Regions from separate parts of the Gossypium hirsutum genome. Here region 2 is linked to region 1. The links are chromatin contacts, called in public Hi-C maps. All regions are on one chromosome and are shown on one strand. Each heading gives the region's core, a stretch centred on a gene start, on an enhancer-like site or on the middle of the called end of the contact. The rest is flanking DNA. Distances are from core to core; before and after follow the strand shown. Region 1 holds the start of LOC107934303 (putative recombination initiation defects 3). Region 2 holds the start of LOC107940395 (mitogen-activated protein kinase homolog MMK2).

Evidence for each region. A called contact is a pair of places that touch in the nucleus more often than the background predicts.
Region 2: a contact with region 1 is called in a Hi-C map of leaf, with 2.2 times the contacts expected there. The contact joins the promoter of LOC107940395 here to the promoter of LOC107934303 in region 1. A contact is called at or near these places in 2 of 34 Hi-C or Micro-C datasets (both in leaf).

The regions. Positions count from the first base shown.
Region 1 is chrA08:104,510,308-104,514,920 of Gossypium_hirsutum_v2.1, reverse strand. LOC107934303 (putative recombination initiation defects 3) reads left to right here and starts at 2,743. Exons shown (of 11, transcript XM_041074755.1): 1 at 2,743-2,893; 2 at 3,325-3,475; 3 at 3,592-3,745; 4 at 3,891-4,025; 5 at 4,447-4,499. The coding sequence starts at 2,829.
Region 2 is chrA08:104,687,471-104,692,083 of Gossypium_hirsutum_v2.1, reverse strand. LOC107940395 (mitogen-activated protein kinase homolog MMK2) reads left to right here and starts at 2,532. Exons shown (of 6, transcript XM_041074293.1): 1 at 2,532-3,734; 2 at 4,213-4,342. The coding sequence starts at 3,580. It also overlaps the pseudogene LOC107940392.

The DNA of each region.
Region 1 (4,613 bases), core at 1,494-3,993:
TTTTAATTGACCAATAACATTGTAATTATTGCAACTAAAAAATTAAATCTTTTATGTCACACATACATAACTATAGTCAAATGACTTTACTAAAAATCAAGTACATGTCAACTTGAAACAAAACAAAATATACAAACTTTGTTGAGTCCAGGATTTGTTGGTTGGATGCTGACAACTCTTGAGTACAAGATCTCAAAATACACCTAGCCTGCATATGAAAACAAGATCATTCAATGAGTAATAATTCCAATGATATTGCAATAACTCACTCAATATATCATGAAATTTAGATGATTGGACTCAATTGATTTGTTTCCTTCTTAGACCGATTCAAGTCTATATATCAAAGTTTATCCAATACATTAATATACACATGTATTCCAATAAACAAAATGCGATATTTCAATTAACCAATCTATTTTAACGAACTTATTAACATTTTATGCTAACGATGTATATAACCTTATTCGATTTTGTCTCATTTCGTCATATCGCATTGCATTGCCAATTTGAATCAAACCATTCTTTCTATTCAACATTTATATTTGCTAATACATAACTCATATTTGAACTAATTCATGAACCCCACTAATACAGTAATTTGGCACCCAGTGCCTCATTAGTATGTCCTAAACTAAACAAATTGCGCTCAGCACTCATCGATTCATCCGAAGCAATAATCATGCTCAGCACTCTTCGGAACGTCTGATGGTTAATGCGCCCAACGCTCATCAACCTATAGTTGAAGTAATCCGTATCGGGACGTTCGACGTAAGCAATTCGCACCCAATGCTCATCGACTCAGTCGAAGTAATACTTGTGAAAAGCCACGGTCGGGATGTTCGAAGAAAAATGTGCCTAGTGCTCATCGACTTATAGTTGAAATAATCCATTTTCACTCGATTCTATAAGATGCCATTTATTCTCAACTTTGCCCAACAATTACTACGACAACTAGTAATCTAATTTTGTTCTAAATTCAGCATCTATTCTATTGATCTCAACAACATCAATTCTTCAATCAAACACCATTTCATACAAAATATGACATGATTCGTCTCATGTTCGAGCCAATTTCGCAGTTCCATTAAATTATACTATTTCTAGTTTCATTTAGATTAACCTTCTGTCACAATAATTAATCTCAATATCTTATTTCTAATCAAATACTCATGCATAACTTCCTTTGTTATGCCAATATACCTCATAGTGTAAATAAATGAGAAAAAAAAAGCTAAGTTATAGAAATACAAATCGAAAATTTCGAGCTATTCGTCAGTGGCTTTAGCTTTTTCCTTTGCTCTTGAGGAATCCAGGTCATCGGCAGCTACGAATTAACATAAACACATAACACCATCAATAGTCAACCCAATTCACAATCAATTGTTATCTCAAACAAACTTTAAATTTCATTTAATTTAGTCCTTACAACTGAAACAAGCATAACTTTCAATTCTAAGCACCGATTTATAATCCGACTTCATTTCCTTCTATTTTAGACCCTTTATTATCGATTTCTAACAAAATTTCACGACAGCTCTATCTGCTATCCATTTAAGTTCTCAAATATAAAAGCTAACATCTAAATTAATAATTTAGTCCTTTTTCATATTTACACTCAAAACTTACCGATTAAACATAAAACCCTAGAGAATTTATTAATGACAACTCTTTAAAACATTATTAGTTTTATACATTGAAACACAAGCCAACTAAATTAAGCTCCTACGGCCACAAAAATGTAAAAATTAGAAGAAAAAAGACCTAATTATACTAACCAATTTAGTTGTCAAAGTCTAAAGCCCTAAAACCCAATTTATTCTCTATTTATTTTCTTTCTTTTGCGCGTGGAAGGCTTCTCCTTCCGCTTAACTAATTTATAATAATAATAATAATAATAATAATATCACAGCCCACCCTCACGTTTCTTAACCATATATATTCGACATGTTTTATTGCCATTTTAGGTTTTTGGACTATTAGCAATTTTAATCCCTTTAACTATTTTCTAATTAAAATCTATAACGATTTGTTTTATAATTTTATCTTTGGACTAGATTAAATATTTAAATTAACCAAATTATTTATCCTCAATTCAATTTATCAATAAATTAACTCTGTAAATATTTTTATTAATTATTTATGTACTCAATTCACTAAAACTAGACCTCAAACTGTAATTTTCGATATTGCTATTTCGGGTTGTTACAAAATTGAATCCATCTCACCCCTAATTCAATAAACATACTATAGAGGTTCATGTACTAAGAACCAGATTGCAATTTATCCCCTCTACTAAAAAAATAAGTAAATTAATTGTTGTACGTTAGATTAAAGAGCAAATTACTCATTCTGTTAAAAAAATATCCGTTTCTACTATTAAAAATTGATAATTATATGTCAATATGAAATATACGTTGCCATGTATCATTATCTAATTATTCTATCAATGCTAGTTTTTAATGATATAAATGAATAAAATTTTTAATAGAAAAAAATTACTTTTACCCTTAATTCTAGTGCACGAAAAATAATTTTTTTTATTAAAAACTATCAACAGTATCAGGGAAGAGCAAAAAAGCCTATTTGGGTTTATGAAAAAAAATTTGGATCCGGTTAAATTGCTCCAGAATCCGGGCCCAACCAAACAAGATACCGTCTCGTTACTTTTCACCCTTTTCAGTTTCCCGCCATCGTCCACAGCTCCTAGCTATTTAAGCAACATCGTTTCATCCCTTGGATGCTTTTCACTCGTAACTAGCTCCTCTTTCTCTTTTTATCGATAATTCGAAATCCAACGATCTCACTGTTCTTTTTTTATGGTATAAATGAAGTTGAAGATCAACAAAGCTTGCGATCTCGGCTCCATCTCCGTTTTTCCTCCTCATACAAGGTTTCTCCTCACCTTTATGATTCTCTTTGTTTCCCAAGAAAATGCATACAAACATAAATTAATTAAACTGTTTACTTCGTGAAGGTTTGATATTATTAGGAAATTATAATAATCTATCTTAATCGAGCTTTTTTACGGTTTTCTCTTACTATAGGGAAGAGAAGAGGTGATAAATCTCTTGTTCGTTTCTGTTAATTTTCTTAGATTTTGGAAGGAGGTCAATCCTCTTTCGAGTCTTCAAACTTCAAAGACACGTTTGACTCCGATTTCATATTTTTCAAACTTTCTTTTTGGAAAATAAGAATTACTTGTGGAAATTTTATTTTGCAAAGAAAATCATGTTTAGATAATTTCAAAATTAGCATCAACTGAGAACTAAGAATTGAATTTTTCAATTTGATTTGCATTGTTTGGTTTAATGTATCTGAAAGGAGATCGAGCCTGCCACCGAGTGTGCCTCAATCATCACAGCTTAGATCACAGCCATCACAACAATCATTCTCACAGGGGATTTCATCTCAGCATGCCTTATTTTCTCAGATCTCACAAAGCTCACTCGATGAAATCGTGACAACTGATCAGGTTGAATTATTCTCATCTCCTTTTTTCTTTTTGTTTTCCAGCATTCAAGTTTGTATATAAATCACCGTATCTTTTTTCTAATGAGAAAAATTGCTTTCTGTACTTCATCTTTGCAGAGATTTGGTTCCCAAGAACGAGAGAATACTGCCAGCAAGTTTTCTTGCTTGGCTCCAACCAACTTCACAAGAGAAGATAGTCAAGTGCCGATTTCTAGATCTTCCACCAACTTAATACGCAAATGGAATTCTGTTTCTGCTCCAGAGCATAGATGTAAGATTACTATTTAGTTATTTACTACGTTTAACATGACCAGTTTTATGATCTTACCTTTGAGTAGCTTAATTAAGCTTTTGAACTACATTTTTGGTATATTACAGCTATAGACGGATGCTGAACCTTTTATTTACTTGAACAGGTCAAACTTCTGAAGAACTTGAACACCGGCTTTCAGTGATTGAAACTTCATTGAACAGATTTGGGATGATCTTGGATTCGGTTCAAAGTGATGTAATGCAGGTGAACAAAGGAACAAAAGAAGTCTTGCTGGAAAGTGAGTCATTCAGTTCCTCAAGGTTACAAAATCCGGAGAGATGATAACTTGTTGCGCAATGGCTACACCTGTTAATAACTTGTTTGTCTGCATAAGAATGTTATAGACCTGTCATTCTAGGGCATGGTTCCATAATTTTAATACATAATGTCCAAGAATTGGACTTAAAATCAACTGGTTTTAGGTGGAGAGCCTACTTTAATATAAAACCACACAAAATGCAATTATATACATGAGGACAACCTTGCTTAGGGTTAGGCAAAAACAACATAGTACCATGTGCCCAATCTTAATGCAAGATCATAGACAACCCAATACTTAAAAGATGTGGGATGATACTATTTAACACTTATAATTGACATTTAAAAAAAAACCCCGCTTTTTCATTGTTAAAACAAAGTTTCTTACAATTTTATTTCAGTGGAAGGGATGCGGCAGAGGTCGATAGCTGAAGATACCTCTCTACAGCTAATGGTAACAACTAATAACACATCACTATATCCTCTTTTACTTTGTAAATTGACTAGCGTTGCTGTCACGAACATCCGTAAATATATACTTTTATAAGACAACTGAGAAATGGTAAAC
Region 2 (4,613 bases), core at 1,283-3,782, 180 kb before region 1:
TGGGGTTAATGGTTTTCTATTATTACGGAGATGGTGAATTTAAAAGCTTTTCTGGGTGTTTCTGTTTGTAATAATCCATCAAGATGATGGTGATTGAATTTTGTTCTTCGCTTCTGGATTTTGCAGTAAATACTTAAACATGAGCCGTCCTCAGGAACCACATCGCCCATTCTTCCATTTTGGAAATCCTTTACCAAAGGGTTCTCAGTTGTCTCCAAATCTGCTTTCTTTAATGAACGCATTTGAGGTCAACTTGTCAAAGAGGCTGCAAAAACTTGTGCCAAAAGACAAGGATGACATCCTAAGCTTGTCATGGATGAAACTAGCGACGGAGTCACTGAGATTCACCGTGACATAAACAACCTGATAGCTGATCTGGAAATCCCTTTGACTGATTGGGATGACAAGTGGTTAGATGTCTACCTGGACATAAGTGTGAAGTTGCTTGATATTAGTCTTGCTTTTACCTCCGAGATTAGAAGGCTCAACCAAAGCCATCTCTTACTTCAGCGTGTCTTGCATAAGTTGGAATCTCACTCCCCAGAGCGGTTCATGCAGGCCTGTTCCTCGCTTGATAGCTGGAGACAGCATATAGGCACAAAAAATCCTAGACTTGAAACTTGTCACCCAATCCTGCACAGTCTTGTGGAATCCTTAAACTTGCCCAAGGTTAAGAACTCTGCTAAAGGAAAGGTTTTGGTGCGTGCAATGTATGGAGCTAAGGTGGCTATTGTATATATCTGTAGCGTCTTTGCTGCAGCTTTATCTGGTTCTGCCCCAAATTTGTTAGATTTTTCTGTTCTTAGTACACTACCATGGGCATCGGTATTTTTCGATGTGCAAACTACAGTGAATTCAGAGGTTAGAAAAATGTTTTCTTGCGGAAAATTTACAGGTCTAAGAGAACTGGATGCCGTTGATGCATGTGTCAAGACATTGTATCCTTTGCTCCAAGATGGGTTCGGTTCTAATGAAGGGGAGTGGTTCCAGAATTCAGTATGGGATTTGAGAAGGACCGCAGAGGAACTATCACAAGGGCTGGATAATCTTTTAAAGGCAGTAGCTGGTTATTTCAAAATAGTTTCGACTGGGGGTTATGCTTTGCTTTGTAATCTAAGAACAAGCGTTGGTGTCCCAAATTCAATGCTAGGAAGAAAAGTAGAAGAGCAAGCTCTGAGATGAATCATGAATGTATTCAAGTTGAAGCTAATCTTGTCTTATACAGATGGTTTAGGTTGAGACCTTATGTTATCTCAGAAGTAGACTTGCATAACCTTTACCTTGTTCGGGTTATGGCGGTACATGTCTTGTGAGTTGTAAGGTGTGTTACAATACTGAGTTTAACTTGTTTATACAATTACCATGCCTGCATTATCTCCATTACTGAACCATAATAGTAGGAAACTGGTCTTAACAACCACAGAGAGCTGTTTTGTGATTAATTTGTTTACATGGTGAGTAATAAGAACTCCATCTCTTCTTACATATGCATTTTTTACATTTCTTGAATTGCCATCTGCATAGTCAGTAAGTCCTTGGTATTTCAAAATTTATTAGATTTGTTGAAAGTTGAAACTGACAAATGATGTTTGTTAGCGATCGGACACTCATTTTGTTCAATATTATTTTTCGATTGAGGATTTTGTTTCTCATTTTTGTCAAGAGCTCAAACGCTTAAAAAGATGTCGATTTCATAGAACGGGAACATCCAATGGAGTGCCTGAATAAGTGAACTTTGACTAAACTTATGTCCTATAACATATAGGCATTTGAAGGTGAGCATCCTATCACTTGGGCTAACAATGTTGGATCTAGAAAATATTGTGGCTATGGCAGGTGAACCGAGAAGATATTTTTTGTGGTTAATCATGACCCGATGCGTAATAGAAATTGCCTAGTTGGTTATTGTCTTAATGCAACGGGTAGATGCCATTTGCCTCGAGTTAAAAGATTCGGAGTCCGAATGACATTCGATCCACTCTTCATAAATGCTGAGAAATTGCATCTTTCGATTACTAAGCATGTTAGGATTCATGGTCATCTATTTAGAACCCAACATCTGCTCAAAAAGTGAAAGTGTTTAGATAAAAGTGTTTAGATAAAAATATAGATATGAAAAATGGGTTTAGACAAAAAAAAGAAATTCGTTTTCTAAATGGGCCAAGTCTCAGGTAAGATTATTTGCCTGGCCTCGACTCGATTTGTTTAATTTTTTATTTCTGCTATTATTTTACTACCATTTCTCTATTATATTGCTAATAAGTTATTATTATTGTTTGAATATTGTATAACTCTTGTTCTATTGTTAATTTTGTTACAATTATATTAGTATTGTTCAGTATAAAGACTTTTGTTTAAATATATTTTTCATTTGTAGGAAACATTTATTTCAATATTTTTAGTCTGTTTGGTATATTATATTTTTTAAATTTATTTTTATATAAAAAATTTAATATAGGCTAACTAAATCAAGTTTAGGTTTAATATTTTTTATTTGAACCGAATTTAGATAAAATTTTAAATCCATTATTGGGAAAGAAAATTAACTTAAAATTTGATATAAGTTTGTGCTGGTGTATTACTAAATATGTAAAAAGGGAAGTTTGACTATTGATTTGCAAGACTTGAACAAATATTTGTCTGACTATGATTCTGATGAGCTTGATAATAGTTTTGACTTTGAAACACAATGCAAATTGGATCTTAAAGATTCATCTAAATTAGAATTCAGGGTAATCTCCAAATGTCTGTAAGATCAGAATTCAACAGTACATTGGCAGTTCTGGGATTCAATTAGCTTCACATGCCTGCAACTGTTAGTGGCGCCGCCATCACGTGTCCATCTTCCGGATTAAACGGTGGGACTGGACCCAGTGCAATAGTTGTCTTCGAATTAGACTTTGAATTATATCAATTTTTATTTATTTATTTTGTTATTAATTTATAGAAAAGACCAGATTATTTTTGAATTAAAAAGCTACCATTTAAGTTAAAGAATAATTTTTTAAATAAAATAAAATGAAAATGATAAATTAAGAAATAAGTATAAGATTAAAATGTGAGAGATGAAAGAAGTGGAGAATGTGCCTGCAGCCGCAAATGGAAAATATCTTCTTCATCTAGTTTCTAACATAAATCTCAGTTCTTCTTGATTGGTTAAGCTTAACCAACAGTACGGACAGGAGAATAACAATAACTTTGACTACATGAAACAGAAAAGTCATCCTTTTTTTCCAGAAACGACTTCCGACAGGCAATTTCTTTGAACTGTAAACCCTTTTTCCCTGGAAAAAGCCATCAGGATAGAAAAATAAAGCCAAGTTTTATAAAAGAAAAGAACAAAACAAGTGGGAATCTTCACGGAACTCTCGAGCTTTTCTAGTTCAAAAGGTTCACACTCATCTTCCAATATATATATATAAAGAAAGAGTTCATACCTACCCACGCGCTCTCCCAAATTGTAACCCTCATTTCTTCACTTTTTCCTGTCTCTGAATTTCAGCTGTTATTAACATTACACCAGAAAAATCTTTCTTTCAATTCGGGTTCTGAGTTGGGTTCGGGTTATATCCAGGAAACATGTCAATGGGGTCAGGGGATCAAAGCATCAAAGGTATACCAACTCATGGTGGACGCTATGTTCAGTACAACGTTTATGGTAACCTCTTCGAAGTTCCCTCAAAATATGTTCCTCCTCTTCGCCCCATCGGCCGAGGTGCTTATGGTATTGTCTGGTAAGTTTTTTTCCGCTTTTTACTCCCTTTATTTTTTTTTCGAATTTTGTTTCCCTTAAAACTCCCTGTTTTGATTGATTTCCAGTTTTGGTTTGTCCCAATCACGATGTTCTACATGACAGTTTTTTAGTTTCTTTTTTGTGGGATTTTAGTAAATATTAAGGCTTGTATTTGTAGATTGATAATTTTTTTTTCCTTTTTCATGGTGAATTTTGATGATTGACAGGATTGAGAGTGACACTTTTAGTGTGGCTCTCATTTAGCATATCTTTAGCTGAATTTTGCAGTGTAATTGCTTTTAAAGGAAATTAAGGTTGCCAATTTTAGGGTCTAATTGAAGTGAATGGCTCCGGGCCGAACTTCCTGGTTGAGGATATTGAACGAAAGTGACCATTCTGTTTATTAGGCTCACCGGTGTATTTATTATGTTATTCATGATGTGAAGCTGAGATATGATTTGCTCCCCCATTTCTGTTAGTGCTGCTGTGAATTCAGAGACACAGGAGGAGGTTGCTATCAAGAAAATCGGTAATGCATTTGACAACCGGATCGATGCCAAAAGGACATTGCGAGAGATCAAGCTTCTTCGTCACATGGATCACGAGAATGTAAGTTCCTGCTAGCTCGACACTCTGCATTTTCACCTCTTTGATGGATGTTTCGATAATGTTGTTTAGATCAATAGACCCCCTAGTTGTTAGGCTCCTTGCATGCTTCAGGGGTCCGGTTGCTGTTGCCATCTAAACGATTAGCAGAAATGAAACAGGTCCTTTCTTCCCATCAAGTAAGCCTTTGACCATCCTTAAAAAAGGAGACAAAAACAATACCCACATTTGTTGTCCTAATTTTGTCTAATTATAGGAATTTGGCTAACCTTTA